2 separate regions of the Siniperca chuatsi genome follow, and region 1 is linked to region 2. The links are chromatin contacts, called in public Hi-C maps. All regions are on one chromosome and are shown on one strand. The core of a region is the stretch at or near the end of the contact, and the rest is flanking DNA. Distances in the headings are between cores, read along the strand shown. Region 1 overlaps nnt (NAD(P) transhydrogenase, mitochondrial). Region 2 has its middle 33 kb from the start of fgf10a.

Region 1 (2,700 bases), core at 145-2,644, 110 kb before region 2:
ACACTCCTGGATCTGCTGCTGCTTTGATACCTACAGTTGGCCCTTGTTAAACAAAAACTGCACAGATGATAGAGGGACAGAGAACAAGTGGATTTGATTGTGAAAAATGGAAGTGAAGCTAGAAAGGCTGTTTTCCAGTGGAAGAGAAATGGTTGGGTTTTTTATTTTATTTTTAAAAGGCATCCTAGTGAGTGATGTTCAACCAGTACATCATTAAGCTAGCTAGTTCCAGTTGTTATGGAAGAAGAATTTAATACTTTTTAAAAATTATCTTCACTTCTCCCTTTATAGATCACGTCTCTTCTTTATAGCTGGTCCTCACATCTGCTGTGGCGTTCACTGTATTAAACGGCTAATCTGATTACAGCGGTGGATAAAACTCCTCTCCTGTTTTCTTCTTCTATCCTTTAGGGTGTAACCCTGACAGCAGCTATTGGAGGCGCAGACATGCCGGTGGTAATCACCGTACTGAACAGTTACTCAGGCTGGGCCCTGTGTGCTGAGGGCTTCCTGCTCAACAACAACCTGCTGACCATCGTGGGAGCGCTCATTGGATCGTCTGGAGCCATTCTGTCATACATTATGTGTGTGGTGAGTGGAGCTCAGTCTCACTTTAAAGAAGAACAGACATCGTTGTGCTTGTGTCTCAGCAGCACTGTTTGACATTCTAAAGTGAAGTATATGATGTGTTTTGTAGGTTAGCACACTATTTCATGTGGTTGGTCCTCTTTTGTCCACCAGGAGGGACTCTAACTTTACCATAGTAGAGTCCCTGTTCTGAATAAAATTTTGTGTGTTTTTAAGGGAATATCCATTTCAAATTTCTTCTGATTGCCGTATTTTGGTATGCACAGTCACAATGAAGTGAAAGCAATAGATAATGTAACCATAAAAAAAACGAAATACAAAATATCTTTCTCCCCTCTCAGGCCATGAATCGTTCACTGGCTAATGTGATCTTGGGAGGCTACGGCACGTCTTCCACCGGTGGAGGAAAGCCCATGGAGATCACAGGGACACACACAGAGGTCAACGTGGATCAGTCTGTTGACATGATTAAAGAGGCCCAGAGCATAATCATCACTCCAGGTAAGACCCGCACACAAATACAAGCACACACACACACGCAAACACCCCTTCACAAACTTCAGAGGTCTTGTACATGAGTGGAAAAACATGGTACTTTGACTTTGCCAGTCGTTTTTTGTTTGTTTTTTGTTTTAGCATTAGCAAAGTGTGTGTTCTGTTTATTTAACCTTTTCTTGACCCATGTTACATCACCATTTTGCTAGGCTAATTGACAATTCATGGTAGAGCGGCCACACACATACGCAGACATGCGTACACACACACACGCAGACATGCGTACACACACACACACACACACACACACACTCTCAGGTTTCTGTGTGGTCGTCAGTCCCTGGTAAATAGACATTCTACAGTGCAGCATATATATGCAAGGTCAAGGGAAAATTAGATGGAATGAGGGTATGAGGGTTTTTGTTGACAATTCAAATACTACGTTCAAAATTGGCTTCTAGTTCCTTTTTCGGGGTTAGAGCGAAGGTTCCAACCCTTGTTCCAGCTACATGCTTTTTTTCTCGTTTCACATGTTTTATATGTTTGACTATAAATGTGTGTCTGAACCTCCCACATGAACTATTATGATGGTCCTTGGTGCTGCTGTCCTGAAATCATCATTGTGTGGCCCAGTGACATTTCAGACATCTTGCCAGACTGTTGTGAACTAGTCACAGTTCCAAAGAGTTGTTTTACTCACGTGGGTACATGTAAACACAGACTAAGGCATCCAGCCTGCAAATTGGTGATTACAGTCAAAGTGCTGAGTGTCTATATACAAAAACTGAGTCTTTAAAGGAAACCTCTGCAATTTACAAGAATTGCAAACTTAAAGTGGTCACGTGGTTGAGAAGAAGTGAAAAAGAAGTGATCCATGGAGCAGAATCCAATGTAGATAAACCATCTTTTTTTCTCTTTTGTGAGACTAACACAAATTCTGAAAAACAGAAAACAGGCCAAAAACATTATTGAGTTGGAAAGGAGTGGGAGAAATTACGGAGCGGAAATGAAAAATGATGTGTTTTTAAAATTGTTTTTTTTTTTTTTTTTTTTTTTTAAGCTTTTTCTCAAAATGGTCTGCAGACAATACCACACCAAGACAAGACAAATAATAAAATGCCAGACATTTCTTTGAAGAATTACAGAAAAACATAAACCAGTGAAATATGAGGATCAGAATAAGTAGAAACAAATCTTAATAGAACCTTTTCAAAGTAATTTTATGAATTGAGTGAGACATCAGTTACCCAGGCTTTAAAGTTCAGTCAGGACATCACGAAGCCTCTAAACCAGTACATGAAAGTCACACACTTGGTATTTGTATGAAACATCAGTGCAAAGTTTATATACTGTTGTACAGACAATAAAATTAATGTATATTTATTAAAAGTTCATACATCACATCAGCCGGTGTATATAGGTTACCTTTTGCTAATGACATCAGTTTCAGAACAACCATCCAAATGCATAATTCTTCTCTCTGCCATAGTAGTCAGTAGTCAGACTAGTGTTTTTACCCAGCACCGGCTTTCAGTCAGTTCCCGTGTTTCCATTTTGACCATTCTCCCTAATTGGAGCCGTCACAGTCACTTTGCCTGATTGACATCTGTGGAAACG
Region 2 (2,700 bases), core at 171-2,670:
TTTAAAAGGGATAATCAATTCACATGATTTTTTTGCATTCATATATTAAAAGCTGTTTTTTTGTGTGGAAAGCATATGAGTCACAAAACACCTTATGTGTGCTCTGGGGTTCCTCAGGGTTCAGTTCTGGGTCCCCTCATCATTTGTTATCTTTTGGTATTATATGGGCCAAATCCATTAACCCCTTAAACTTTACTGCCTCAGTGGCAAGTCATTATCACAAAGGCTCTATTTTAAATTCTAGTCCAGATCGACAAGTGTGCAAACATAAGAAACATCATGCTGGATTACAGAGAAATGTCAAATTACATGCAAGATATTTAGAATTCTCGTTGGATGTAATAGTGCGGTCATACAAATCACAACATCTGGTTTTGAGCATTTAAATCAGGACAATATGGATTCGAAGTAGGGCAGCAACTAATGATTAATCTGCAGATTATTTTCTCAGTAAATCATTACGTTATTCGTTTTGTCTGCAAAATGTCCAACATTTTCCCAGAGCCAAAGGTAACGTCTTAAATTGCTTGATTGACCAACAGTCCGAAACCCATAGATATTTAATTTATGATCATATAAGATAATGAAAAGCTTCACATTTGGATAGCAGCAACCAGTGGATTTTTTGCAATTTTGCTTGACTGATGATTTAAAAGGCAAGTTTATTTGTATAGCACATTTCAACAGCAAGGCAATTCAAAGTGCTTTACATAAAACATAAAAGGCATCAAGACAAAATGTAAAAGCAATATAAGGCAATATAAAGACATTTAAATTAAAAGTTTAAAAGTTAAAAGTTACAGTGCAGTGTAAGCCTCCAATTTGATTTAATAAAAGGTTTGATTATCCAATCTTTTGACAATTTTCTTTCCATCAATAATCGATTAACTGGCTAATTGTTTCAGTTCTATGTCCATTGGAACAAGCAGATAAAGAACATATGTGTGACAAAATTTTGATCTAACTTTAAAGCCATTTAAAGAAATTTGACATTGAAGGAAAACACTGAAAGGTCAATTTAATCTTAGTTAAATAACCAACAGAAATTACTGTCAAATAGTCCCATGTTTTAACATCCTTGTCAAATAGCAACAAATTGTAATATTTCAGTTTAGCCAATTCACCATTCAGAGTTTGAGATTTTACTGCAGCCTGGGATGCTTGACAAATACGGGCCCTAGCTGGATTAGGATCACAGCGCTAGATCTCTCTCCACTAACCCCCGAGGCCTGAGGGCAGAACGTGTGGGGAAGCAAGATTGACAGGAAGTTGTCGTGTAAAGGCAGAGGTGTACGTGTGTGTGTATGCATGTGTGTGCTTTCTTGCGTGCATATGTGTGTGTGTGTGTGTGTGTGTGTGTGTGTGTGTGTTTGACCAGCGGGCAGAACACAGGGCCAGGGCAGGAAACGAAGTGGTTGTGCCACCGGTTAGAGGAAACAGAACGGCAGATAAATTACCCAGAGTTGGGCTGGCAGGACTTCTGAGAGCCAAAGCTGAGTGGACATAGAGGGAGGACAGAGTGTTGACATGGGAGGACGGTGTGCCCAACCCAACAGGAAGATAAACAATGCATCTGATTTTTCTTATTCACCCAGTATTTCAAACTCAAAGTGTATATTTCTTACTCTGATTCTGGAAGATGTTGCTGAACATTAGATACACTATATCATGTGTACATATGTATAGATGGGGTTTAATTAAAGAAGAAAAACAACATAAAGTGACTTAGTAAGGTGTTGGACCAGAACAGCTTCAATGTTCCTTTGCATAGATCCTACAAGTCTCTGTAACTCTACTGGAGTGACACACTGTTCTTAAAAACAATATTCCTTCATTTGGTGTTGTGATGATGAGAGTTTGTCTCTAACATGTCTGTCCCAAATATCCCATAGTAATTCAATTAGGTAGCAAAATGGTGACTGTGAAGGCCATAGTGAATAATTCACATCATTTTCATACTCATCAAACCGTTACGTTTCTTATGTTTCATTTCATTTCATGTAATTTATTCAGTTTTTTCCTTTAATATGTCACCCATCGATAAATTGTGTGAGCTGAGAGGTGAGAGCTCCAATTTTGGCAAAGGCTGCCATCTAGTGGTCATTTATCGCCTGTTCAGTCTTTCTTTTCCTGCTCTTGCACTTCACTAAACACTTGAACATAAGTATGTTTTTAATTTTACAATGACTCTTGAATGAACTATTGAAAGAAACATTGTGGCCCATTCTGGGCTAATAGAGGAACAGCTTCTGTCTTTGCTAGCAAAGGTTTAATGATACTGAACATTTAATCTCCATCTGACGTAAAGCCCTGAATCATATGTTATATCTTGTTTATCTAGAAGCCAAAGATCTTTAGTTGCACAGTAAAGAACTGGCATTGTTCTTTGTGGCCATTGAGGTTGGCATATAAAAAATATTCAGTAGGAAAATAGATTGTGTGATGTCTTTTAAGTTTGCCAACTACGTCTCTACAGCCTGGAAAAGAAGGCAGTGTTGTGTTTGAAAATGTATGTGGCGTTCTGAATCTGGCTTATAAACCTGTGCAGTCTGGGCATACTGTAGCTGTACGCATGACACAATAAAATACGTATTTCATTCAATCACTTCCCATTTTATGCTGAAATTCTATTACAGTTTCAAATATAATGTGGTCATTTTCACACATTTTGATATTTTAGAGATGGGAAACAAAAAAACA

What was found. A called contact is a pair of places that touch in the nucleus more often than the background predicts.
Region 1: a contact with region 2 is called in a Hi-C map of liver, with 3 times the contacts expected there. The contact joins two enhancer-like sites. A contact is called at or near these places in 3 of 3 Hi-C or Micro-C datasets (liver, skeletal muscle and an unstated tissue).

The regions. Positions count from the first base shown.
Region 1 is chrLG18:14,511,610-14,514,309 of ASM2008510v1, reverse strand. It overlaps nnt (NAD(P) transhydrogenase, mitochondrial), which reads left to right. Exons shown (of 21, transcript XM_044175219.1): 16 at 412-591; 17 at 930-1,089. Among protein-coding and RNA genes, the nearest start is that of ccdc80l2, 25 kb to the left of the region's middle. Within about 2 kb of position 1,394, the one cell type or tissue checked has an H3K27ac peak away from gene starts, as active enhancers do. A contact at or near this core is called in liver, where this site is marked.
Region 2 is chrLG18:14,398,726-14,401,425 of ASM2008510v1, reverse strand. No RefSeq gene overlaps it. Among protein-coding and RNA genes, the nearest start is that of fgf10a, 33 kb to the left of the region's middle. Within about 2 kb of position 1,420, the one cell type or tissue checked has an H3K27ac peak away from gene starts, as active enhancers do. A contact at or near this core is called in liver, where this site is marked.